7 separate regions of the Mus musculus genome follow, and all the other regions are linked to region 6. Evidence: chromatin contacts called from public ChIA-PET, HiChIP or PLAC-seq and promoter capture Hi-C data. All regions are on one chromosome and are shown on one strand. Each heading gives the region's core, a stretch centred on a gene start, on an enhancer-like site or on the middle of the called end of the contact. The rest is flanking DNA. Distances are from core to core; before and after follow the strand shown. Region 1 holds the start of Ssb (Sjogren syndrome antigen B). Region 2 holds the start of Mettl5 (methyltransferase like 5). Region 3 overlaps Slc25a12 (solute carrier family 25 (mitochondrial carrier, Aralar), member 12). Region 4 holds the start of Hat1 (histone aminotransferase 1). Region 5 holds the start of Slc25a12 (solute carrier family 25 (mitochondrial carrier, Aralar), member 12). Region 6 holds the start of Gorasp2 (golgi reassembly stacking protein 2). Region 7 overlaps Ubr3 (ubiquitin protein ligase E3 component n-recognin 3).

What was found. Promoter capture Hi-C pulls out the DNA fragments that hold promoters and counts their contacts. ChIA-PET counts read pairs in DNA pulled down with a chosen protein or histone mark. HiChIP or PLAC-seq counts read pairs in DNA pulled down with a chosen protein or histone mark. Capture Hi-C pulls out chosen DNA fragments and counts their contacts.
Region 1: an RNA polymerase II ChIA-PET map of memory CD8 T cells shows a contact between it and region 6, with 12 read pairs. The contact joins the promoter of Ssb here to the promoter of Gorasp2 in region 6. A contact is called at or near these places in 2 of 39 promoter capture datasets (liver and pre-B cells), 1 of 15 datasets of contacts at CTCF or cohesin (pro-B cells), 1 of 484 Hi-C or Micro-C datasets (muscle stem cells), 5 of 115 datasets of contacts at active chromatin or transcription factors (the 230-238 cell line, astrocytes, large pre-B cells and 2 more) and 2 of 9 other capture datasets (adipose tissue and pancreatic islet).
Region 2: an HNF4G HiChIP or PLAC-seq map of pancreatic cancer cells shows a contact between it and region 6. The contact joins the promoter of Mettl5 here to the promoter of Gorasp2 in region 6. A contact is called at or near these places in 4 of 39 promoter capture datasets (embryonic stem cells, frontonasal cranial neural crest, liver and 1 more), 1 of 484 Hi-C or Micro-C datasets (B cells), 9 of 115 datasets of contacts at active chromatin or transcription factors (astrocytes, bone marrow-derived macrophages, cardiomyocytes and 6 more) and 1 of 9 other capture datasets (pancreatic islet).
Region 3: a contact with region 6 is called in a promoter capture Hi-C map of hematopoietic stem and progenitor cells, with 2.5 times the contacts expected there. The contact joins the enhancer-like site here to the promoter of Gorasp2 in region 6. A contact is called at or near these places in 4 of 39 promoter capture datasets (hematopoietic stem and progenitor cells, hippocampal neurons, neutrophils and 1 more), 3 of 115 datasets of contacts at active chromatin or transcription factors (bone marrow-derived macrophages, embryonic stem cells and large pre-B cells) and 2 of 9 other capture datasets (embryonic stem cells and liver).
Region 4: an H3K27ac HiChIP or PLAC-seq map of extraembryonic endoderm stem cells shows a contact between it and region 6, with 7 times the contacts expected there. The contact joins the promoter of Hat1 here to the promoter of Gorasp2 in region 6. A contact is called at or near these places in 7 of 39 promoter capture datasets (the C10 cell line, erythroid cells, hematopoietic stem and progenitor cells and 4 more), 1 of 484 Hi-C or Micro-C datasets (embryonic stem cells) and 7 of 115 datasets of contacts at active chromatin or transcription factors (differentiating embryonic stem cells, embryonic stem cells, epiblast stem cells and 3 more).
Region 5: a contact with region 6 is called in a promoter capture Hi-C map of liver. The contact joins the promoter of Slc25a12 here to the promoter of Gorasp2 in region 6. A contact is called at or near these places in 3 of 39 promoter capture datasets (hematopoietic stem and progenitor cells, hippocampal neurons and pre-B cells), 1 of 484 Hi-C or Micro-C datasets (B cells), 4 of 115 datasets of contacts at active chromatin or transcription factors (large pre-B cells, memory CD8 T cells, pro-B cells and 1 more) and 2 of 9 other capture datasets (embryonic stem cells and liver).
Region 7: a contact with region 6 is called in a promoter capture Hi-C map of embryonic stem cells, with 5 times the contacts expected there. The contact joins the enhancer-like site here to the promoter of Gorasp2 in region 6. A contact is called at or near these places in 4 of 39 promoter capture datasets (the C10 cell line, embryonic stem cells, liver and 1 more) and 2 of 115 datasets of contacts at active chromatin or transcription factors (acute myeloid leukemia and embryonic stem cells).

The regions. Positions count from the first base shown.
Region 1 is chr2:69,860,271-69,863,843 of GRCm38.p6, reverse strand. It overlaps Ssb (Sjogren syndrome antigen B), which reads right to left and starts at 2,282. Exons shown (of 12, transcript NM_001110145.1): 1 at 2,132-2,282; 2 at 529-620. The coding sequence starts at 594.
Region 2 is chr2:69,884,348-69,887,846 of GRCm38.p6, reverse strand. Mettl5 (methyltransferase like 5) reads left to right here and starts at 2,232. Exons shown (of 7, transcript NM_029280.4): 1 at 2,232-2,598. The coding sequence starts at 2,490.
Region 3 is chr2:71,336,662-71,340,737 of GRCm38.p6, reverse strand. The region is part of intron 3 of Slc25a12 (solute carrier family 25 (mitochondrial carrier, Aralar), member 12); the gene reads left to right. Among named protein-coding and RNA genes, the nearest start is that of Slc25a12, 29 kb to the left of the region's middle. Within about 2 kb of position 2,452, at least 87 of the 459 cell types and tissues checked have an H3K27ac peak or open chromatin away from gene starts, as enhancers often do. A contact at or near this core is called in bone marrow-derived macrophages, hematopoietic stem and progenitor cells, neutrophils and 1 more, where this site is marked.
Region 4 is chr2:71,387,245-71,390,729 of GRCm38.p6, reverse strand. It overlaps Hat1 (histone aminotransferase 1), which reads right to left and starts at 1,470. Exons shown (of 11, transcript NM_026115.4): 1 at 1,426-1,470; 2 at 732-827. The coding sequence starts at 1,432.
Region 5 is chr2:71,365,452-71,369,218 of GRCm38.p6, reverse strand. Slc25a12 (solute carrier family 25 (mitochondrial carrier, Aralar), member 12) reads left to right here and starts at 1,464. Exons shown (of 18, transcript NM_172436.4): 1 at 1,464-1,706; 2 at 2,639-2,692. The coding sequence starts at 1,695.
Region 6 is chr2:70,659,225-70,662,897 of GRCm38.p6, reverse strand. Gorasp2 (golgi reassembly stacking protein 2) reads right to left here and starts at 1,389. Exons shown (of 10, transcript NM_027352.4): 1 at 1,138-1,389. The coding sequence starts at 1,200.
Region 7 is chr2:69,910,824-69,914,500 of GRCm38.p6, reverse strand. It overlaps Ubr3 (ubiquitin protein ligase E3 component n-recognin 3), which reads right to left. Exons shown (of 39, transcript NM_177783.6): 2 at 1-87. Among named protein-coding and RNA genes, the nearest start is that of Ubr3, 15 kb to the right of the region's middle. Within about 2 kb of position 1,525, at least 11 of the 459 cell types and tissues checked have an H3K27ac peak or open chromatin away from gene starts, as enhancers often do. A contact at or near this core is called in embryonic stem cells, where this site is marked.

The DNA of each region.
Region 1 (3,573 bases), core at 1,033-3,532, 800 kb after region 6:
CTTAGATGGGCAAGATCACTGGCCCCAAGGATGAAGGCCAGGGAAGTCTCCATGGGGAAGTGGGGCAGGAAAGAGAGAAAGAGAGAAGGGGCTAAGTGCACGCAGAGAGAGAAGTGGAGAACAGTCTAACAGGACTTTTGAAATGCATAATTTGTTAAAAAGTTATGTTAACTTTTTAGAAGAGAACTAACTAGATAGAATAAACTATTATTTGACCAGAAGTACTTTACCATGGAATTTATGCTAGCTTGTTAGATATTAGGCACACCATTAATTTTCACATCAACTTACAAATATTACCTCCATTTTACAGACTTGGGAACTCTGTGTCTCAAAAATAAACACCAGTCTACAGTGTTACCTTTGGAATGTCTGTAATTCTTGAGACTTCTAACTTTGCCCTAATATGAATACATTCATATTAACTCCAAGAATCAAAGCTAAGCCAGTTGTTTGAAAAGCCCACATATCGCTATTAGATGTTCTGTTTTCATCTTAAGTTACAATTTAACAACACAAGAATCATACCTCAATTTGATGACAGATTTTGGCCTCCAAAGCAGTCATTTTTTCATTATCTCCATTTTCAGCCATTGTGGCTATCTGTAAAGTTTCTCACACTGGTAGGAAGGTTATTATTTTTATATAATAGTCAATACAAGAGAATGAGTAAAAAGTATGCCACTTTTTTTTTAATTTCAAGAATTCCTAACCTTACAGGTTTCCCTATGAATTCTCATACATCTCAACAAAGCAACACCTTGGATTATGGATGGAAAACTCAGATCAACAACCCCTCCTCCCAGTAAATCCTACTTTGTAACCAAACTCTTCATGTAGTTGGTAAAGCAAAGTTCAGCGATAAAAACAAAAAAGCAGAAAATGTCCACTTAACTACCCCTGAATCATTTCTAGCTTTAAAAATATCAGTATTATAGTCTGCCAGCAGTATATTCCTATAGCCCTCAATGCCAATTATTTGCGTTTCTTTTCAAATTAGTCACAGCTGACTTACCAAAACTTATTACTGGTAAAAATGAAAATAGAGTTCAGATATGAAAGTTACGGTGTTAGACACTATATAGGAGAATACAAGAAAAATGGGACCTTGTGAGCACAGATACAAAAAATTTTAAACTAGGGACGCTGGAAGGTAAGGATGTGCCTAAAACACTACTACACTGGTTAACTCTATAGCCACTTTCCTGTTTCACGGTCTGACAACAATCCTAGAATAAAGAGGGACTGTGATACTGGTTTGCTAGAAATCACAAACCGGATCTTCTGTCTTACTGGCTTTCAGCGCCTTACTAAACCACCCTACCATATTGTACGGAAGTATACCAGCTCTTGAAGAGTTTATCTGCAGCAGCTGAATATAGTTATGAGTTACTGTTGGTATATTTCTTGAGACATTGCTCAAAATGCTGGAGACTGCTGGCGATACACTGGTCCTGTAATGGGAAATCTACGAAGTACACGTCCCACTTCAGAATTTACTGTTACAGGCGCTGGTTTGTCTCCCACTACCAACAATCTCACTTCTCATTACTACAGAGACACAGGTCAATAACGACCTAGTTAGCCCCTGCAAGACTTCTGCGGCCTACCCAATTTAGGGACTGTTTCACACTGAAGACAGAATGGCAATGGCAGTTCTTTGAAGGAAAAAAAAAAAAAAAAAAAGATAGCGACGCTGGGAACCCAATAGCGGCCCCCACTTCTTCGGCCTCCAGTCAGTCCCCACAGAACCCTGTCGCGTTTAACCCGCACCGACCACCCTAAAGACTTAAATGGTCCGAAACATCCGCCTCTGGCCAGTCAGGAAAGGGGTGCAAGGAACAAACCGAAAGGACGCCGTGAGGATGCGGCGAGCCTCTGCCTAAAGGCCCCGCGAGAGCCGCATCCTCCCACACCGGCCCGCCGGGATCCCTGCCACGTGGAAAGCCCCAGGCGCCCGCATCTCTGGCCGGGGCCCGCTCCGTGGCCTCGCCGAGGCCCGCGCCCCCTCGGGCCGCGGTCCAGCACACGGCCACGGGCCGCGCGGCCCACGCGGCGGCGCGGAGAGGAAGGTGAGGCCTGCGCATAGCACAGCCCTTCGTACCTTCTCCTCAGTTTCCAAGAAGCTCACCTCAAAGATTCGGATCCCACGGTCACCACAGCTTCAAGAACAACGACAGAAGCGCCTGGACTTCCGAGCGCCGGCGGGCCAGCCAAACGCGCTTAAAGATGGGGGCTTTCCCGGCAGCCCTTGCGGACAGGTGGGCGTGGCCGCGGACGCAGTGGCCCGGCTCTGCTTTCCACGCACGCGCCGTTACCGCAGCCTCCCACAATCCTCGGAGGAGGAGTCCCGCCCTCCCGCCCGAGAAATTGTTAAATTGCTCAGCAGAATGTTAGGGGCTGACAGGAAGTGTTTTTGTGGAGATCTTTGTTTTTAATGTGTTTCTGGGCAGTATGTTCGAGCCTTCCCTTCTTTCTTCTGTAGCGCTTGGTTTTTCTTTTTTTCCCCCTTTGTCTCTTTTTTCCTTTTTTTTTTTTTGAGACAGCGTTTCCGTGCGTAGTCCTGGCTATCCAGGAACTCGCGCTGCTCTGTAGACCAGGCTGACCCTCAAACTCCTCCTGCCTCTGCTGAGACACTCGCCTACCTCTTCCGGGAGTGCTGGCATTATTAAAGGGGTGCGCCAGCACGCTTGGCCTTTTGCAATGTATTTGACTTGCATGGTGTTGTGGTTTTGGAAAAAAATTAAAAAACCATACAGTTGCTTGGTTTCCGACAGGCTAGCTCTCTGAAGCACAAACTGGCCAATGATTCGAACTCCTGCTTCAGTACAAAGTGCTGGGACTTCACCTACATCACCAGGCTCTTACTGCTCCCCCTCTTGCTGCTGCTGTCTATCTTTGCTTGTTTTGATGTTGGAGTCTGACTCAATGAGTAACCCAAGCTGATCCCAAACTATGCTTCTGCCTCCAGCCACCCTAGTGCTGGGATTACAAACAAATCTTTTTAAAAGTCTCTTGCTCCCAGCACTTGGGAGGCAGAGGCAGGCGGATTTCTGAGTTCGAGGCCAGCCTGGTCTACAAAGTGAGTTCCAGGACAGCCAAGACTGCACAGAGAAACCCTGTCTCTAAAAACCAAAAACCAAACCAAAACAAAAAAGTCTCTTGCTAGGAAAGAAGTACATTTAGAATAGTTTGAGAGACTTCACACTTAAGTCAGGACTGCCACTTTTTACATAACAATTTTAACGTTTTAGAGGTGCAATTTCCTTATGACATCATCTTTTTCCTTCAGTGTTCCTGGAATATAAAAATTACTTTCACAAAATAACTTCATAATCTCAGAGCATTTTGGAAGTTCCCAAACAGATAAACTCTAAAATTTGAAGAAGAAGAAGAAGAAGAAGAAGAAGAAGAAGAAGAAGAAGAAGAAGAAATGCATTTATAGGTTAACTATACATGCCATTTTGGCCAAAGAAAAAAGAATTTACTAGTATTATCCTCAGGTAGTTTTAACTTTAGATTAATTACATTCAATAAAAAAATTTTCAAGTTTCTACTTACTGTGAGACATAA
Region 2 (3,499 bases), core at 983-3,482, 780 kb after region 6:
ATATTTAAAGTAGATGCTGCAATTGTAGAAATGGCTTAGTAGTTAAGAGCACTGGCTGATCTTCAAAAGGACCCAGGTTCAATTCTCAGTATCCACGTGGTAGCTTACAACTCCTGTTCCAGGGAACCTAATGCATTCTTCTGAACTTTGCAGGCACCAGGCATGCAAATGGTACAGAGACATAACACAGGCTAAACACCTATACACATAAAATTCTTTTTTGTTTTTGTTTTTTGGGGAGAGGGGGAGACAGGGGGGAGAGAGGGGGGAGAGAGAGGGGGCAGAGAGAGGGGGCAGAGAGGGAGAGGGGGAGGGAGAGGGAGAGGGAGAGGGAGAGGGAGAGGGAAAGAGGAGAGGGACCTAACTAGTTTCATCCATCCATCCTTTCTTACCAACAGATAACACATCACCAACTAATATTAGCAAGACATTTGGTACAAGAAAAAGAGCTTAATGTACTAGCTCAATGTGCTAAAGATTTTATATATAGTAACTCATTTCATTCTGGTAACTGTGAAATGTACTTTTCATAGAAAATAATCTTAGATACATTCTCAACTTCATCAGCTCTCTACTCCTTTAAAAATAATAAAAAGAGAAATCATCCTATTGAGGGCAATCTTGTATTTAAGTACTGGATCCTGACCCCTCAAGATTGGGGAGCTGTGCCCTGAATGGTGGTAGATACCTTTAATCCCAGCACTGACGCAGAGGCAGGCAGTTCTCTGTGAGTTTGGGGCCATCCTAGCTATGGACTTGTAGCAAAGCCTTGTCTCAATATAAACACGCAAACAAACAAACAAACAAGATTGTAAATGCATCCAATATTTTCTTTGTCTTTAAGAATTTTTAAAATGTGTATCTGTGGTTTGCCTGCATGTATGCTTGTGCACCGCACGCATGCAGTGCCTTCAGAGGCCAGAGGAGGACATCAGATCCCCTACAACTGCAGTTAGAGATGGTTGTTAGCCATCCTTATGGACTGAAGACAGGTCCTCTGGAAGAACAGCGTGATCTTAATGGCCTGGCCAAGACCTTTTCTTTGTTTTAAAAGAACATACTTTTTTCTTATTTTAAATTTTTATTTGATTTATTATTTTCTGTGTGGGGAAGGTTGGAAGATAAACTTCAGGAATCAGTTCTCTCCTTTGTGGGTTTCAGGGTATCTTGTATCTTGCCTGCTTTTTTTTTTTTTTTTTTTTTTTTAAGACAGGGAGATAGGGTCTATGTAGTCTTGACTGGTCTAGAACTCTCTACATGAACTAGACTGGCTTTGGAACTCACAGAGATTCACCTGTCATTGTCTCTTCAGCATATCTTATAAGTGTTAAGTCACCATCACCTCCACTCCTGTGTTTTAAACACTTTCTATTCTCTACATTTTATTATTAGACATGCTCTTGTCTCTTTATATCTTGATGATGGTGATGGTGGCAATGGTATTAGGAATGCAGTTCAGTAGTCGCTTGCCAGGCATGCACAAAGCCCTGGGCTCAAATAAAATACGACTATTAATGGCAATAATAAAGTCATTCGAGCTTACTAGGCATTGGTCACCTTAAGTCTTCTTTTCATAATTATAATTATTTTTAAAATTTGCTGCTATGTGCCTACTTCCATTTTTTCCCCACAATCCACAACTTCTGTTTTCAGAATAACAAGTTTCATAGTGTTTCCTACGTTTGACACCACAACCATATTCTCTGTTCATTGTGTAGCCCTGGCTGGTCTGGAACTCACTTTGTAAACCAGGCCATCCTCAAACTCACAGAGATCCTCCTGAATGAGGAACTAAAATGTACACTACCCATGCCGGCAATATTCTTTCTTTTCAAATCTCTTTTGACGTTTCTTCTTGCTTCACTGACATCCGTAAGTGCTAAGAAACTCGAAGCCTCAGAAAACGAGGACGGGAAGATTAAAGCCGAGCATTCGACTGGAGAAGGACGCAGAGGTGGGTGTAGACCGCTACTTTCTGAGGCGTGGGTGGACACGGGCCTGGTGTCCCATATTGCCTTCAACTCTCTCCCCATCCCTTGCAGGTCTATAGATACTCAAGACAAAGCTGGCGTTCCCGGGCTTGGTGGAGGCTGGTTTGTGATCGCCGATGAAGACCGCTTCTTCCGATGGCGCCCACGCGGACCAAAAAAACCACTCTGGTCCTCGTCGGAACCAGGGAGCCCGGCAGAGGTTGCAGCTCGGCGCCCGGCAGAGGGCGTGCATGCGTGTCGGTACTTCCGGCACTGCGGGGAGGGACCGCGAGGACCAGCTAGAGGCATACGAGTGCTTTCCTGGAGCGTCTGGGTTCCACGGGCGGCGATCCCCGCGAGGCTCGTGGGATCCCCTCGCTGAGTCCTAAATAGTCTGTCCCCGACCCTCCACCCCACCCCCACCCTGCACCGCTGGGGAGTTTCGGGTTAGGTAGACTTCCCTGCAGCTCCCGTGCTGTGAAGCCCCAGGAGCCCAAACTTTAAAATACAGAGAAAACGATGAAGAAGTTAAAGCTTAAGGAACTAGAGAGTCGCCTGCAAGAAGTGGATGGATTCGAAAAGCCCAAGTTACTTCTAGAACAGTATCCCACCAGGCCGCACATTGCAGGTAGGGCGGCTGGTTCATCGTGCCCTCTTGGGGCTTGATCCTGTCCAGTTCATGATGAAAATAAGTAGCGATTTGGATATAAGGAAGTTCTGGAGACATACCATACCTTTAGACAAAGTAGTTTTCTGACACTGCAGCGTAGACACTCCGAACCCAACCACTCATTTTACTGTTTTTTCTGAGTGTCCATTAGCATTATCAGACAGCTTGTTTGTTTGTTTGTTTGTTTGTTTCTCTCAACACACTGTAAATTCTCAGGAGCAAGGAATTTGTTAGTCTTTTCGGTGTCTAGAGAGTCATGTACTAGTTAGGAGCTCATTAAACATTTGCTTAATACAGATAACTTCGTACTGAAGTCAAGGACATGTATTTCCCGTGTTACGTATTTCTGCCCTAGAGACAAATACTAGAAATCGAGTTTCAGGTTGTGGACAGTTGAGGAAGCGTTTCTTCACAAATGACCTCTTGCTTGGTGCCAGAGATTGATACTGAGAATGTAGGAGAGAATAGAGCAGAATCCATTCATATGTAACACCCTTAGCAGAGTAGCAGGGAAGACTTGGTAAAGTTCTTTTGGTTGGGAGTACCTGCAAGAGGGAATCTCTTTCAGTTCCAAAATGGCTGTGTGTAAGCTGCCAATGTAATCTCCATGGGTTTTCATTCTAAAATAGTGTCATATCACCAATCAGATTTGCAATGAACTGTGTTCAGATTAAGACTAGTCTGCTATGTATTTAGCGTGTGTATGTTCGTGTGTCTTGTGTGTATGGAGGGTAGAGGTCAACATAGGGTGTTTTTCTCAGTTGCTCTCCATACGTTTGAGCCAGGGTCTTACTGTATTTAGAGCTTACCCATTCACCTAAACTGGCTGACCAGCAAGCCTCAGAGATCCTTCTGTCCT
Region 3 (4,076 bases), core at 1,203-3,702, 680 kb before region 6:
ATAGTATTCTAGAAAGCTTGGACTCTTCCCTCTCGTCGTCGATGCAGGGTATAACTTGAAATGGCAGCGATATTATGTACAATCCCCTATGAAAACAATGGAACCAAGGAATGAGTAGGCTTGGTCAAGGTAAGTTTATGTAACTTGGCTAAGTGTGAGGTGAGCCCTAGCTTATTAGGACGGGTCAGCAGTCTTTGGTTGGTTCCATCTGAGACCTGCTTTTAGAATAGCCATTCTTTTACTTAAGTCTTTTGTGACTGCTTTTATGTTGCTTTTGGAACTTTACCTGCACAAAAGTTTGTGAGAGCAGAACACAGTACCCACCAGCCCCTCCCCACACCCGACCCATGTTTTCTAGCCCATGAATTACTCTTTCTTGCCATCTCCCATCTACCAGTAGACGGTGAAATAAGGTGCTTGGTACAGAGAGTCATGCAGAGGCAGCATCGCGTGGTATAAATAGCCTGATGGCTTGTCTAAAAGTCAGACATCAGCCAAGTGTTATTTATGAGATTGTGGCTTAAACTTTGGAGTTCTAGTTTCGTTATGAAAAGCAAAATGACTTTATGCATTAAATGCAGATCACAGAGGCTATTATCATGCAATCTGATCTAAAATATTTAGACAGTTGCTTCTTTGAAACTGTAACTTCCAGGATGGTGGTGTCTATATTTAGTTTAGTCAGAGTTCTCTGGAAGTTCTATCTGCTATACTGGGAAGACCCGGTCTTTATTCTCTGACTCTTCATGAGTCCGTCCTTTCTTTCTTTCTTTCTTTCTTTCTTTCTTTCTTTCTTTCTTTCTTTCTTTCTTTCTTTCTTTCTTATGTACCGTGGATGTCAAAGACCTATTCATTTTGGTAGAACATTTGGCTATTTTACAAAATTTTGTAGAAAATTACTAAAGTAACAAACATTTAGGCATTATGTTAGTTTCCATTCTGATACAGGACATAGTGGAAACATTTACTACACAGTTACAAAATGTGTTACTTCAAAGTTTCAGATAAAATTTCCCAGCACCTAAGAGGTGGAAGCAGGAGGATCAGGAGTTTGATGTGCTCCCCTGCACCCCATAAAAATAATTTAAAAAAATAGGTTGGTCAGGTAGACCTTGGCCAGGGATGGGTGCATGTCTGGCAAAGCTCGGGGACCCCACGAGCTCTTCTCCTGCTGATGGATTCATAGGAAAGGGGATGGCTGTAGCTCTGCCCTACTGGCTCTGATACTCTAGCCACGCAGTAGTGTGGTGGGTGGTATGCTGATTGGCAAAATGCACCAACTTAGTGGGTTCCATGGGGTCTGCATTCTAACAGGGGCTGCTCGCTGCATAAAGCAAAGCTCTGTGAGTCCCCAGTGTCCTGAGGTGGAGACAGACAAGATCTACAGCTGTCTTTTTGGAGGCAGTTTTTGCTTGGCAACTAAGAGCTACCAAGTGTCACTTGGGACCAGAAACTGCCTGCTGCCCAAGCTCACAATTTGTCAAGGGAAAAAAAAAACCAATATTTTTATGAAATCCTAGGATTTCATAATGTTGTCACCAAGTATATTAGGCAGTCAGAATTCCTAGAAATTAATTCTTTGCCACAGAAAACATATCAGTGGGCCATAGTCAGATTCCTAGATAGCAGCTTTGCTAACTAGGGAAGCTCATCTTTGATTATCTCTCATAAAAAAGAGAAAGTTTTGTTACTGAGCATAAAATATGTTTCAAAGTGACTTATTCTATATTTCAAGGTTACTTGTGTTTTTGCTGCTGAATTCTGGAGACTTAAAAAAAAAGAAATTATTACAAGTTTGTCATTAAAATCAGCTCACCTATTGGTTTTAACGGTTAGAGTTATTTTTATAGTCAGCAGAAATAATGTTAGCCTCTCTTCATTATAAATTTTAGGCATTTTTAAAATATGTAGCTAGCAGGTGCTTCGGGTACCCTCTGCCTCTGCATCCTTGGTTTCATGTCAGTCCAAACAACACCATTCGTGGCCAGCCTTTGTTTCATTCGGTTCACCCCACATACTGATTCTCTCTCTCTCCCCCTCTTCATCTCTCTCTCCTTGGAGCTGGATATGGAGTTCACGGTCTCCCATGTGCTTAGCTACACCTCACCCAGCTGCTTGCTTTTGAGGAATGAGTGGTTGGTCCTGGTATCTTGCAACTCCATCTGTTGTTATGCTCCTAACATTTGTTTAATGGTGACTACATTTTCTGGGGCTGGAGAGACCGTTCAGTTCAGCCATTCAGCAGAGCACTGAGGAAGTAGGAAGTGGGTGTCGGTTGGTACCTGCGTGTGGATGGGCATGGAGATGGTAGGGGAGGCGTGTGTGTGATTGCAGCCAGATAGGAGAATACAGAAAGTTTCGTCCATGGCAGGTAACTGTTTAGAGACTTAAAGGGAAGTGGCCTTCACCGACTGGAGAGTAGAAGGGGAACAGAAAGTCAGGGAACGGAGAAAACGGGATGACTGTGCAGGTTTTAGAGTTCCTCTTTTAGGCGAAGAGAGTGTTCTGTCAGAGAGCATGGTGAGACACCCATGTGCCAAAACTGCCATTGGATTGTGCACCTTAAGCATGAGTTATCTGGTAAGTGAATCAAATTGCAAAGGCTTTTGTTTTGGGGAGAGTTTTAAGAAGCCCCCTGGCTACAGTTTAAAGAATGATGGAGGAAGGCGGGAAGGATCCAGAACATTGGTCAGGAGGCTGTTGCCAGTCATAGCTGTTAAGAACGGGTGGGAACATGCTAGGAGATATATCTTTGAAGGTCATTTATGCTGGTGAACGTAAATATATGACTTTAAATTGGCTTTGTTTGGCTTTTTGAAACTGCAGTCCAGGGTGGCCTTGAGCTCCTTTATAACTTTGAACTCCAACCCCTCTGCTTCTCTCTCCCTAGTTTTGAGGTTACAGAAGTGCTCCCCCACGCCCAGATAGCTCTTTAAGTTTCATCTTTTCTTTTGGGAACAGGGATCATCGCTATGGCCCTGGCTGTCCTGGAAGTCACTATGTGGTACAGGCCTCAACCTCTCAGAGGTCCACCGGCTTCTGTCTCCCGCGGGCTTGGATTAAATGTGTGTGCACCAGCACACCTGGCCTTATTTTAAATTTTTAATATGGTATTTTTTTCTAAGAAAGTAATCTTTCCTTAATCGTCTGATATGTATTATCCAGTATAAATGTTAACTACTGTGGGACTTTTTCTTTTTCTTTTTTTTTTCTGTCCTGGAACTCACTCTGTAGACCAGGCTGGTCTCAAACTCAGATATCCACCTGCCTCTGCCTCCCAAGCTCTGGGCTTAAAGGCGTGCGCCACCATCGTCCAGCAAAAAATGTGTAGCCCAGGCTGGCCTCGAACTTGTGATCCTCCTGCCTCTGCCTCCTTCAGCAAATCCTACTGACATGTGCCACTACTACCAGCAGGAACTTTTTCGACTAATATCTTTCTGTATTTTCAGTTTGAGGGGAAAGATGGATTTGTCAATATTCATAACAGTGTTCCTTTAAGGGATAGTTTGTCATGCTTTCACTTGGATGATCATCCATTAAGAGCAGCAGAGAGAGCTAGGGAGACGGTTCAGGGATTAAAGGCGAGGCTCACAATCAAAACATTGAGAATAGCAGAAAGAGCCAAGTAAAAAATAATTTAAAAGAAAACAAACAAGAAATAATAGGCGAGTCAGATGGACCTTAGCCAGGAATGGGGGTCATATCCAGCAAAGTTCAGGGACCTGGTGAGCTGTCCCAAGCCTGACTTTCTCCTGCTGATGGAAATCTAGGAATGTTATCGGCCACAAAAGCCGTGGTACATTGAAGGCTAGTGTGTTCTGTTGACTCCAAGCTCCTAGGTCTGTCAGTGAGATCTGTGGTAATGACACCATGGTTTTCGGGGAAGGACACAAGAAGATTGGCAGCAATGTGAGGTGTATGGGTCCCAAATCCCAGGTATCTAACTTAACGGTCCACCCCCGAGCCCTGGGTGCTATCCCTCTCTGTAGACCTGTATCTGATGGTGCCTTAAAAGGTTTATATCAGTGGTGACAGTCACAGCTAAACCACAAATAGTGTCTGTTTGTGCCGTGCAT
Region 4 (3,485 bases), core at 221-2,720, 730 kb before region 6:
TTTATTATATCTAAGTACACTGTAGCTGTCTTCAGACACACCAGAAGAGGGCATCCGATCTCATCATAGATGTTTGTGAGTCACCATGTAGTTTCTAGGATTTGAACTCAAGACCTCCGGAAGAACAGTCAGTGCTCTTACCAGTCCTGCTCCCTGGGGCCTGAAGATTGATTGATTGAATGATTATATGTAAGTACGAGCACCAGAAGAGAGCATCAGATCTCATTACAGATGGTTGTAAGCCACCATGTGGTTGCTGGGATTTGAACTCAGGACCTCTGGAAAAACAGTCAATGATCTTAACAGCTGAGCCATCTCTCCATCCCCCATTTGCAATTTTTTCCCCCGAGACAGGGTTTCTCTGTATAGCTCTGGCTGTCCTAGAACTCACTCTGTAGACCAAGGCTGGCCTCGAACTCAGAAATCCGCCTGCCTCTGCCTCCCAAGTGCTGGGATTAAAGGCATGCGGCACCACTGCCTGGTGTATTTGCAATTTTTAAGATGAGATCACATATACTTTCTGCCACACTATCTTTCACTTTCTTATCACTATCTTTCCCCTACCCCTTCTACCGCATGAACTTAGAGAACTGCCTAAAATCTCCATGTCCAGTCAACGCAGAAAGTACCTGTTACGTAATCGTCTTAACCTCAAGCTGTGTTTCCTATTTTAAAGGCTCTGTTAAATACAGGGCTGCACACACAGAACTCCTCTGAAAGGAAATACGCACCTAGTTTCAGCTCGATTGCTGTGTTGGTGTTACACTTGTACTCTGCTAGTTTCTTCTCCACGGCACTCTTATACTCCACCAGAAATTTCTCCAAGGCTAGAAACGAATAAAGCACAGCAAGAGGATTCTACTACACACAGCACAGAAGTTCCATTCTAAGTGACAAGTTGGGCAGTGTAAAAACGACTTTCTCAAAGGACATCTAAAAAAACAATGATCTCAGGAATCCTGAAGGGTTATGAGACCCTGAGTGTGCCCTGAACCAGGGCAGGGCAGCAGCACCGCGCTCGCTCAGAAGTTGGCTGGGAGGGAGGTGGGCAGGGCCCTGGAGAGGATCAGCTGGCGGGAACTGGACCTAATGGGTTACATTAGGGCGACAGTGAGCAAAGGGGAACGAGGGGGTGAAAGGCTCCGAGGCAGACCGCGCTCCACCAGACCAAACTGAGCGCCTTGCCTGAGCTCAAGGCCCGGGAGGCCCACGGGAGGCGCCGAGCGTCAGCACCGGGGGCGGTGGCGCCGAGCGCGGCCCACCGGGAGCCAGTCCCCGACCCTCAGTGCCTCGCGGAAGGGAGAGGCCTTCTGGAACCTCTGCTAGAGCCCGAAAGTTCCAGGCGGCCACTGTCACGGCCGCCTCAACGTTCTTCCCCAGAAGCACCCGCCTCCTCCCCTTGCTAAACTTTTCCCGGGAACTTACCCGCCATTTCCGAGCTCCGAGCGCCCGCAGCTGAGGAAGGACAAATCAACCCGCGCGCTCCCGGGCCGGAAGTGACCGCAAGGACTTACGCGTTTCCCCCGCCCATCCTCGGCGAGCCACGAACCAATGAGAGGGAGAAGGTCCAGGCGCGCGGCGGCGGAAGTGCCTCAGGAGGCGGGGCTAGCACCGTGAGAAGGCGCCCGCGGTTGCCTAGCCACCGCACGTGAGGATGCCCTCACCCCATGTCTTCGGCGTCCCAGCCTGTGCGGCTTGCTGGCCACTAGAGACTTGCTTAGAAATTAATGTGAATTCTCAAACAGCTTAAGGCGATTGTCCTTCCCATCTTTTGGCCCGAACGCAAGTTTTTCTGTGGGGGTTTCATTTCGAAGTTTTTAAACTTTTTGATTCAACTTTGCCATAACCCATTTTAAAAGGTTCCTCTGAATTTTATTCGTATTTTGGAGCTGGGTGACCAATTCAGAGTCATACTTATGGTAGACATAAGGCTCTGCCACTAACCCATTATAGACTTTCTTTGTGCTCCCAAATTGAAAAATAGTGCCATATTAAAGAACTCAGGGACCCAAAATGGAAGACTCCCGAAAGCTGTGCTCTGATTACATGCTAGCGTGCACAACTATTAAAAGTAAAATTTAGAAATATACCTGCTTTTGCTCTTAAGTTTTCTGGACAACCATTTAGCTCACTAAAAGTGGTTACTAACACTACCTCAAGTGGCTTGATTTAGTTGGACTTGTATGAGGTCCTAGTGGCTTGAACTAATCATAGGATACTACCCATTTTTAATCATGGGCCTTATTATTTAGTTGCTTTTGGATTTTTTTTTTTCTCCCAGAGGATAATTTGCTATTTACCTCTACGATGGTATTCAAATACCAGACTCCCTGGTGTCAACACATTTGCTGATACGCTTTAAAATGATGCATGCCGTATGGAAAGTTGATCTTTGGTATATCGGGTCTCTCTAGAAAAGAAGGAACCAATGGAATGAACATATATTAAAAGATGACTTACCACCTTGGCTTATGTGGTACACTTGGAGAGGCCAGACAGTGGTTGTCTCACAGCAAATGCTGAAAACCTGGTGGTCAGTCCTCAAAGCTAGGAGCCTCAGCCCAATCTGCCTGTGAAGACCTGAGGGACTCCTGGAGAACTGTTGGGTCTCTGCCTAGCAAGGTTCTAATACCAGCGCTTGAGAAGGCTAGGCTGACTCCATGACAGGCTTCAAATTGGCAGTTAAGGAGGTTAGGCCTAAATCTCTTACCAAGACCTGGGCAAGTCCAGGCAAGTCCAGGCCTCCGAAGCCGGCCCGCCACCTGTCTGGCCACCTGTCTGGCCCGAGGCAAGGACAATGGGTCAGCAGCAGTTTCCAGGCCTCCCCCAACAAGTTTACAGCCTCTCTACCCCGGCAATGGAATGTCAGTAGAGATGGACCCAACAGATTATCATAGAGGTCACCTACCCCAGAACTCCCTAATGTGCTTTAAATCAGGCCTCTGAGCTCACTTGGGTGTCTCTCTACCTGGGTCATGGGAGACCCAGCTTGCTAGACTTCTGCAGAATTCAACACTCTTTGTGGTTACATACTATTGGAGTCCAGGGTGACATCCTTCAGCAAATCATGGACCCTTACACACCAAAAAGGTCAATGAACTCTCCAGTGAGAATGAAGGTTAAGGAGGCAAGTTAGCAAAGCTTTCTTTCTGCCTTTTACCTGGGCCATTACCAGAAGGTGCTGCTCACACTTAAAGTGAGTCTTCTCCCATCAATTAAGATGATCAAGGCAATCCCCAGCAAACATGCTCACACTAATATAGGTTTGTGTGGGTCATATATGTATGTGTTATATAGTATATATGTGTATATATGTATGTAGTATGTAATACATATATGCATGTATGTGTGTATATAAACATTTATATGTGTGTATTTTGTTCTATGCCATGGTGACAGTTAAAACTAACCATCACACGTGGTGAAATAGTCTAGAATTAATATGCTCTCTAGTATTAGAGATAAAAAAAATATATAGCTAAAGT
Region 5 (3,767 bases), core at 215-2,714, 710 kb before region 6:
TCTCATCACTTCCTTCCCTCTCACAAAACCCATGTCGAGTGCACTAATGATCAGTTTTAAACAAGTCAACCATGTTTCTTTTAAAAAGACTTATCCCCTTGCCTGGTCTCAAAGATATTGAAAAGTGAGCACACGAAGCCTATAACTGGTGGGTGGGAATAAAGGCAATATACTACTACAGGAGACATCATCAGCTTGTTACAAATTTTCTTGTAATAACCCAGGGATAATCAAATATTGCAACATTTAAGTATGATTGAGCCAAGGGTATGATATCTACAATATGTAGGATTGCTATTTAGTTTTATAACTTAAAATGGTCTATGATAATGGTGGCAAAGAAGGTCTTTGCAATAAATAACTACTTATACACATACTTCATATGCATATATGTGTATTTATATCCACACTTTACAAATAGGACCATGTCTAGCACATGGAGGATTTTAGTAAATATTTGGGTGAATATCAATATGAGAACTAATAGGATCTTTTCTCCCCTTCTTTTTTTTTTTTTAACAATTTTTAATTTTATTCACCTTAGTGCTTAGATGAAATGTGGAAAATAGGTGTTGATTATCTTTCTACCTTTAATGAGTTCTGAGGAGCCTCAGACTGAGCTATCACCTCGGATCCGCACCCCTCTTCCCCCTCCACACACCCCCCCCCCCCCGCCTCCCTCCCTTCCCCTTTCTTACTTCTCCTCTATTCCTTTCGTTTTTCTTTTCTTTGAAGACGCGTCTTATGCATCCAGGCTGGCCTCTAACTCTTATGCAGCCGAGGATGACATTCCGATTATCCTGCCTCCATTTCTCAAGCCTGGGGATTACAGTCGGATACTACTTCGCCAAGATAGAGTTTATGTGCTACTGGGCATAGAACCCGGGACTTCCAGCATGTTAGTTAGGCACTCCAGCAACTTAAGCTACTTGCCTGGCCCTCACATATCTTAATGGCAAGCCTCAGTTTTAGAGACATTAATTTAGCTTAAGGCAGGGCTGGGAATTCACAGAGGAATTGTTTCCTGTAGAAGAGAAAGTCAGCATAGCAAGTACCAGCTCCAAGATAAATAAAGTTGTTTTCTATATACATTGTACAAAGAATTTGGGTGGTTAAGAGAGTGAAGCGAATCTATTAATAAACCATTAGGGATATCCCAAGGAATGTTAATTCAGGAGCATATTTCTGAAGTTATGTTTACTTAGGTTTTCCCTTTAAAAAACCTAACTAATCATTTTCCTTATCAATATTTGTCACTGGTTGTCATAAACTCATTATTAATGGGACAAGCTCTCATATGCTTCCAACCTTGCTCAATACAGGCCCCAAGTGTTCCTTTAAGCCCCAAGAGGGAACCGACTTTGGCTGAAGCCGGTGCCCAAAGCCACACCCACTGCCAGGCCTTGGGACTTGGGGCTGGCCCAGAGGAGCCTCTGCTCACACTGCGCGTTGGAATCCGGCGACCGGAGCTCTGGTGTCCCCCGCAAGAGGTGCGACTGCCCCGCCGGCCCGCTGATGGATCAACCAAGGCCACTCGGTGCGCACCACCGACGCGCTCTAGCTCATTTGCATATAGACGGGCGCGGCGCTGCGACAGGAGGGAGCGCGGGCGCGGCCCCGGGCCGTGGCGCGCGCGCGCCCTGACAGCTCGGCCCAGCTCGCTCACTCGCTCGTTCCCGGCTTCCGAGCACAGCATGGCGGTCAAGGTGACTCCAACTCTCTGCTGCTGCTTTTATTGCATAAGAGACGTTCCAAGGGCCCCGAGTGCAGCCCCCCGCCTCTTTCCGTTGCTTTCTTTGCCTGGTTCTTAGCCAGTGCGTCCCGGGGCTCTAGATTGCGGGTGGAGAGCTGTGCTGGGCTTGGACCGGAGCGAAGAGGATGCCCGGCTGGGGGAGGGGAAGGAGGAGGGATCGTGAGTTGGAGGGGCTCCTGAGGACCATGGTCGGGAGGAGGAAAAGAGTAGTGTTTTGTCCTAGGTACATGGGATTGCGAGCACAGAGTTGGAGAGCATCAGAGAGGGACTGAGAGTCAGCGGGCAGGAGAACCGGGGATACCCAGGGCATCCGCGGTGGGGGAGGGGGTGGGTGTTGTCATTTGGGGCCACAATACAGCCCAGGGCACTGGTTGACATTTGCCTGGCAGGTTGTCAGATGTCGAAAGTATCCGTATTGTGGCAGCTCTCAAGGTTTAGGTCAGATGGAGAAAGGGTCGCCAAGATGACGATGTACTGTTTCTGCTTTCCACAAGAAAGGCTGCTAGGCCCGGCTATTAATTTGGCTGTTTTACATCTCCTGTTGCTCCTCTCTTGAGGCTCTCAGGATTTGTAGCTTGGTGGTTGCTACTGTATTGCTAGTAGTTGTGGAATAAAGTAAACGATTACATTGGTTTCCCTTTCCAGTTCACAGGAAGTGCCGTCTGTAATTTGCTCTATCTTGCACTATTCACACCCTTTTCTCCCACCCCTTAGCCGTAGATCTCCGGTTTGACAGGTGTTATCAGCAATTAAGCTTTGGGTTTGTTTTTAGACTAAATGACCTTATGAAAGATAAATGAGTTGTTAGCAGATGTAAACTATAATCTAAAGAGATTATGTGGTTTCTAGCTAAGCATTAACCAGTCATTCCCCCCCCCCCCTCAGGTGCATACAACCAAACGAGGTGATCCTCATGAGCTGAGAAACATATTCCTCCAGGTAAGTGAAAGAATTTTACATCAGGGAAAGAATGGGAAGAACATGATCGTTATTCCTCTTTAAGCTCTCTAACTTTGAGAAATGCTCTTCTCACAAACATGAGTGGAGGATGTCCTTTGTACTTGGTTTGTTTTGGTTTTTTTTTGAGACAGATTTTCCTTGTGTAGCTCTGGCTGTCCTGGAACTTGCTTTGTAGACCAGGCTGTCCTGGAACTCGGAGGATCTACCTGCCTCTGCCTCCTGAGGGCTGCGATTGGCTCTATACCCGGCCGTTTGTACTCTTAGTAAGAACGGATTGGAAAATTTTTCTTTCTATTGGGGATTGATATGAGGTTTTCCTGGAGTTGCTCTTTTTGTTTGCATGACTTAGGATGACTTATAAAATTTTCCTTCTCATAAATGTCTATGACATTTGTTGCACAGATAATTTATGACTATTGTAGTTGCGCTTTCTCCTCCCACTTATTGCAACCATAGATGGGGATGGGGGTAGGGGTTGGTACAACATGTTTGCTTTAGATTCTTTTGTAAGGAGGCTGGTAAGATGACTCAGTGGATAAAGGTGCTTTACCCAGAACCCATATAAATATCGAAGGAGAGAACTAACTATATAAAGTTGTCCTCTGACTTTCATATATCTGTGCATATGCACCAGTGCTCACACATCTGCTCCTTATAATAATAAATTATTTTTTAAAAAGGGGTGGGGAGAGATGGCTCTGCAGTTAAGAGCACTGTTCTAGAAGACCTGGGTTGGATTCCCAGCACCCATATGGCAGCACTCAGCCATCTGCAGTCCAATTCCAGGGAATCTGTCATCTACTTCTAGCCTCTGAGGACATCACATCACATGCATGTGGTGCATAAACATACACACGTTAAAAAAACGGAAGTCTTGCCGGGCGGTGGTGACACACGCCTTTAATCCCAGCACTTGGGAGGCAGAGGCAGGCGGATTTCTGAGTTCAAAGCCTGCCTGGTCTATACAGAGTGAGTTCCAGGACAGCCAGGGCTACACAGAGAAACCCTGTCTCGAAAATACCAAAAAAAAAAAAAAAACCCAAAACAAACAAAC
Region 6 (3,673 bases), core at 140-2,639:
AACACTAATGTGTCTTACTAGGTTTCCCTGGGTGTTTATTATAATAAAAATACTGCAGCTCCCTAAGGGTTCATGGCCACACTCAGAATCTGCAAGTAACAGGATAATACACCTCACATGAGTCAACTCAGAATCAGACCAGATGAAAAAGCATCGCCATTAATTTTCCTACGAACCCGGGATGAAGCAGTTCTTTCTCCTGTGTTTCCTATTAGTGTGGGATTTAGGAGTTTGGTTAGCTGAAGGAAATAGGAAAGTAATATGGCATATGAAGAAACACCCTGGAAAAACAAGGGCTTCAAAAGTCTCTTTTGAGTGGAATGGAGAGACAACCACAATCCCGACAACCAGGTGACCAATCACAGTCCTATCGTTCAGGTATCTGGGCTATTTTAAAACGTTATCTCATTCAGAACATGCGACCCAGGGCAGAAAATGAAGGTAAGCAAGCACACTCTCAGAGAAGATTGTCCCTAAATGGCGATGCAGACTGAGGCCACTCTGTTCACAGCCCATGTTAGCACTCACACAGGTGTCACCACATTCCTGGTTCCACGAGGAAAGGACCGTTCACAGGCGGATGTGTCTTTGACCCCTGGTGTCTGGCGCTGCGTTTCCTCATCAAGCCTGGCTATTTTGGAAACTCTCCTCCGCGGACCTAAACCTCAATCTCCCCGACTATTTCATCTTAGAAAGAAGAACGGAAGTTCCTCTCCTCCAGGAAATGTTGGAGAGATCTGGAAGGGTCAGGAGCGACCCGGAACGGAAAAGTCCTATCAAAAATCAACTAAATTTAAGTCTGTCAAATCTAGCCCGAGGCCGTTCGTGCTCCTTTCCCTGTCCAGGTGGCCCTTGCAAGCATCCAGGGGTAGCCGAGATGAACCGACACCGGTCGTGACATCTCCGCTTAGCCTGTGGCTCCGTCACCCTCCCCGAGAACACAGGTACGGGTTCCGGCTCCTTCTGGAGGCGGCGCCCCTTGCTCTTCCTAACTCTGAAGCTCAGGCCAGTGCGCGGCGAGGCCGTGCGGAGGGCCAGGAGCCAGGGTGGTGGGTCCCGGGCCACGTCGCCGGCAGCCGCGCCCAGGGTGCTCCGCGGACTCGGGCCTGGCCGCCCCGGCGTCCCCCCGGGCCTTACCCGCAAAACGTGGTAGCCCTCGGTGCCGCCGCCCGGGATCTCGACGCTCTGCGAGGAGCCCATGGCGGCGGGCGATCCGTACGACCCGGCCGGCTCAGCGCTGCTCCGCCTCGCGCACCGCCCGCTTGGCGACTCCGCGTAGCTCTTGGGACGTGGCACTTGCAGCAGCCCGAGCCGGGCCGCACAGCCCGCCGGGAGATCGTCGCCCGGCAGCCACGGCCGCTGCCACGCCGCAGACAGCGCCCCCTGACGGGAGCCGGAGGGAACGATCGGAAGAGCGCAGCGGGCGGAGGCAGGGAGCGCGAGAAAGCGGAAAGACAGCCCGGAACGCGACGGCTCGCTACGGGGCCCCGGAGCAGACAAGACTTATCTCGGCGCGTTTCTACCTTCGCAGAAGGGTATTTGGTCGCAGCGCCTCCTGGTGACCAGAGGCCAGAGAGGAAGGGAGCAGATGCCGAGCACGCCTGGCGCTTGCTTTGTTTTAGGTCTTGTTTAATAAGATTGTATACCTGAGGATAGTTCACAGTGCCTTTCTGGGGTTGGAATATCAGGTATTCTCAGCTCACGTTTATAAAGAGCAGTGTTCCCTGAAATAAAAGCGGTTACTGTTTTGTTGTTTTTCTTCTCGTCCTGATAGAACACTACGGAGCTACGCAGGAGCGAGGGGCAGGGGTTGGATTTCCTTGGAATTTTGCCTGTTGCCCCACTGCACCCCTCTCAGTGTTCCCTGCCCCGTCTCCTCCCCATGCTATAGTTTGACTTTCAGTAATGGTGTCCCATCCAGGTGTTGACTGTCTTTGGTGTTTTGCAGTGTGAGCTATTATTAAGGGTTCTGAAGTATTCTAGTCCCAAATGGTTTTTCATAGTTAACCCAACACGCCACCAGTTAGATAGTCTAGTTTAAAGGATAGGTAGAGGAGCAAATGAGTGGTGCTCTAAAGAGCCAGGGGAATACAGTACGGGGACCTTTCTTCCCGACAGCTGACCAGTTCGCCATATGGAATCAGAATCATATGAAATTAAGAAGACTGGACTGAAAGAGATACCCATAGACAAAACTAAGAAATACCAGGAAGAGCTTGCATTGGGATCTGGAGTGAAGCCCAGAGGTTTCATAGTCCCTAGCCTGTGGAGGTGGAGGAACCTTGAAGGGATGGACCTTGTAGAAGGAAGTTGGAGTCTGTCCTTAAAGTAGGGAGTAGAACCCTGCCGCTTACTTTCTCTCTTTGCCTCACAGCTGCCCCGAGATGAACAGCTTTGCCAAAATAATGGAGCCAACAGCTATGGACTGAAACTACAAGCCAAACAAATCTTTCTTTCTCCTTTAAGTCGTTTTTTTGTCATTGACAAAAAGCTAACAGAAGGCCAATCTGAAAAAATTCCTAGGGCTGAAGAGGAAGGAGGCTTACGGGTTAAAAGTGTTGGCTGCTCAGTCATGTCAATGGGAATTCAGATCCCAGCACCGACAATAGACTGTCTATAATGCTTATAGCTTCAGCTCGAAGGGATCTAGCACCCTCTTCCAGCCTCAGTGTAGACACACACACACACACACACACACACACACACACACACAGAGAGAGAGAGAGAGAGAGAGAGAGAGAGAGAGAGAGAGAGAGAGCTGGGATCTTGCTGTGTTCTCCTGACTAGTCTTAAATCCCTGATTCCCAGTGACTCTCCTGCCTCAGCCTTCTGAGTAGCTGAGATATGCCACTGTGCCTGGCTTGTAAATGGCATTTTTGGTGCAATTGGAGAAACTTGAATATGGTTGCTAGAATATTAGATTTAGGAGAAGACTATTTCTTTTAATGAAAAGGAAGATAATTACTGAGGTAGGGAGCTAGTTAGAAGACAGACTGAGCCTATAGGCATATAAAATGATTTTTTAAAAATAAAGTATACATTAGTGCATTCCTCCACATAGGACTGTCTGGGATGATAAGAGAAGGGGCTATACTATGGACTTCTGAGTGGTAACTATGTATTTATCTTGGGTTCTTATGTATTCTATACTGCTCAAGGACCTGCCTTTTTATAACAATTTTTGTTTAAAAATTGAAAATAAATTACCACGTCTCTCTTTGCTGCTAATAAGCCAATTATAGTATCTTTCAAAGACCCCACGAGTCCATAGTTAAATAAATGAAAGGTGTGGTCACATGACTTCTCAAGAGCAGGGAGTGCAGCAGAGTTGGTTGCATGTTGCTGGTATGTACTGGAGTGCCTGGCAGCTAATGCAAAGAATCAATATTTAATACAAGACAATAAATATAAGAACTAGATTTGTTGATAATCATCTTATCCTGCTGGGCAGTTAATAATCTCCTTCATGGTACTGATATGTTCAGATGCCAAAGTTTTAGCTTAGGGGTTGGGAGATGGCTCAGGGTGAAGTCATTCACTGGGCAAACACAAAGACTCAAGTTCAGATCTCCAGAATGCACATAAAAAGCCAACCCATTGCTGCAGGAGTCTGTAGCCCCAGAACTGGGGAGGTAGACACAGAAAGAGCTTGGGGACTTGCTGGCTACCAGCC
Region 7 (3,677 bases), core at 276-2,775, 750 kb after region 6:
GGAAGAACAAATTCAGACATCATCAGTAAGTCTTTGGGGACACAGGGAATATTTGAACTTGATTTAATCTGATGTCTTCTACAAAACCTGTAATAGGAAAATAAAAAAGAAAACTAAGAAAAGGGGAAGGAAAAACAACAATGTCTAATCAGGCAAGAGTGTATTGCTTCCATTTACAATACTAAAACGGAAAATACAAGCAAATACCAAAACCAATATAATCCTTCTTTATGATTTTAAAGCACGAAGTTAAAAAATATAACTTTAGTAGGCCTTTAAATTAAAAATGGTACTCAGAGAGACTTTTCCTAAGAAAAGGCCATACTAGCCATGTCCCAAACAGAACACTAAAAGAAAATCACCATAGGATTGACATGTTTGACTGCAATATATTACTTTCAAGTGTTATTTTATTATTTCTGTCCTTTATAAACCTGTAAGTACAACTTGATAGTAATCTAAAGCATTTATATTTTCCATTCCTACCTCAATAAACTAATCAATGATATAAATAATTGAAACTTATTTTATAAAGTTTATATATTTAAGTATATATATTCTTGCTAATCTTCACTACATATTACTTTTAAAAATAACTGGTACATCTGAACAACAAAGACATTGCAATATTCACAATCCAAAAGTCACATAAGTTACTTTGCTACCAAATAAAAAATTACTAATTAAATACATTAAAATGTCTAAAAATAAACTTAATAGGAAGAGTACAAAAGCCATCTTAGCTAAAAATCATTAAAAATCTGAATACAGCAAAAGTGCACTTTTAAGAGGAAAAATTATTTTATTTCTTAAAACACAAAAATTTTAATTCTTTAAATTTAATTTCACTGGAATCAATCAAAATTCATTCTATCAAGTGGAAGAGCTATGCATAAAATGATAGCAACTCTTAGAAGAAATGATTAATGAGAATAAGCTAATCCATAAACACAATATATGGTAATTTAATAACATCAACAGACTACAACGGAGTCCAGGATGCGGGTATGTAAAATCTATGGGTTTAGTATATAATAAACACAACTCAATATGGTTAAACAATTTATAAGATTTGTAGTATTGAGAGTGGGAGGCGGGGGTTTTTACAAGAGTACAGGTGCTCACAGAGGCCAAAGCAGGTCTCTGAATTTTGAGGGGAGCCTGGTTCACATAGCCAAGTTCCAGGCCAGCCTGGGAAACACAATGAGTCTCAAAACAAAAGGGGGGAGAGGGCTGGAGGAGAGAGAGAAGAAAGGAAACGGGAGGGGAGGGGAGGGGAGGGGAGGGGAGGGGAGGGGAGGGGAGGGGAGGGGAGGGGAGGGGAGGGAAAAAAAAAAGAAAAGAACATAAAAACTGATCAGGAAAATCCGTATTAGGAAGAAATTACCCCACACATTCACTTGTCAATGGTAAAACAGAAGGGGGAAAAAAAAACATGTTTACAATTGATACTAGCCAAAGGGCTACCTAAATCTTCCTGTGTGTTTTAGCTGTGTCCTAACCTTTGACTCAGTTCACTTGGCTTACTCCAGAGCTTAGTTACAAAGGCTCTTCTCTAACCTTTCTAATCTTCATCTATAACCCTTTAACCTCCTACAGAGTGTTTGTTAAAAGGTGTCATTTTTTATTTATGTGTATTCGTAGCCCACATTGGGGAGTTGGGGCTGAGGAGGCCTGGTTTCAGGGCCTCTGCAGTTGGAGTAACAGGAGGTTAGACCAGAGCCATAAGATGTATGCACTAGGAACCAACATAGGCCTTCTGGAGAAGCAGCAAGCACCCCGAACCCGAGCCCTCTCTCCATCCTCTCCTAAGTTCTTCAAACGTTCTAAAATTTTTACTTACTTTCAGGTTTTATAACTTCATTAGCTTGAGTTAATTTTAAATTAGAATTAAGGTGTAAGATATTTTGTGGTATTTTCTAAGGAGGACAGTGATCCATGAATACCCACACTGCAGGGGTTTGTTCTATTTCCTTTGGAAGGGGTCTTGTCATGGGGATTTCTAGGCAAGATCTCATGACCTAGAACAGCTTCAAAAGTTCCTAAAGTAGCTGAGGATGCCTTTGAACTCCTAATCTTTCTACCGCCACCTCCCATTGCTGGTATTACAGGTGCACACCACCATATATGCCCCCAGAAACTTATATACTGCACACAGGCATTTTACAAATTCTCTCCTTTGTATATAAAGTAGGTGATAGGCTGGAGAAATGGCTCAGCGGTTAAGAGCACCGACTGCTCTTCTGAAGGTCCTGAGTTCAAATCCCAGCAACCACGTGGTAGCTCACAACCATCCGTAAAGAGATCTGATGCCCTCTTCTGGTGTGTCTGAAGACAGCTACAGTGTACTTACATATAATAAATAAATCTTAAAAATAAATAAATAAAATAAAGTGGGTGACAACAAAAAAACACAAGATTTACTAACCCAGGAATTTATAACTTACATTAAAATCCCAACTCACTATTCCTGCAAATTTGAGGTATAGCTCAGAAAACATGCTCGGTTTATATAGGACTCTGGTTAGATTCCCAGCACCAAAGTAAGGAAGGAAGAAATCCATATAGACACATATATCTAAATGCATATACACCTTTAACACAGGCAATCCACCATCTCCTATTTTCTCAATAAGAAAAAAAGGAGTAATACAATTTGCAGTGTTACAGTCTCCGTTTGTAGAAATTTAACTCTCTTTCACTTTACAGTAAATTAGAGAATGAGCAACTGAGTAGTTATTAAAAATAAAATTATGACAATATAATAATAGTTTCAGAAATAGAGATCCTCTCTTACAGCTTTTCCTACTGTTCACAAAATATTTATCAGCGTTTATTCACAGAATCTTATAACTACAATTCTTTTTATTTTTATGATTTATTTATTTATTTTATGTATGTTAGTACACTGTGTCTCTCTTCAGAGACACCAGAAGAGGGCATTGGATCTCATTACAGATGGTTGTGAACTACCACGTGGTTGTTGGGAATTGAACTCAAAACCTCTGGAAGAACAGTCAGTGCTCTTAACCACCGACCCATCTCTCTATCATCACTACAATTCCTGACAATGGCTTTTTTTTTTCCTTTCATCCTTCCTATACACTATACTCGCTACATAAATGTTTGGAAATTTCAAAAAAGGAATGGGGATGTCTGTATATAATAGGAAATTGCAGAGCTTGAAACTCTGATCAAAATATTGTTTATAGCTTAGAGCAAACCCTAATTGATAATAGATAAGTCATTGCTAGACAAAAGAGGAAAGTCCACACAAATCAGGTGCCACCTACCTAACTTCCCCCACAAACCTTGGCAACCCTGCTTCCTGCCCTGGGGCTCATTACTGCAGTTCCTAACGGCGTCAATTTCTCAAACATTCCTAATTAACTCCTTCCTCTCAACTTTCAGCATGAAATTTAAATGATTAAGTGATTGTTACATTTAGACTAGTATATGATAAAGAAAATGTCTGGGCTAGAGAGATGGCTCAGCGGTTAAGAGCACTGACTGCTCTTCCAAAGGTCCTGAGTTCAAATCCCAGAAACCACATAGTGGCTCACAACCATTTGCAATGAGATCTGATGCCCTCTTCTGGTGTGTCTGAAGACAGCTACAGTGTACTCATATATAATAATAAATAAAATCTTTTTTTAAAAATGTCATAGTAAAACCAA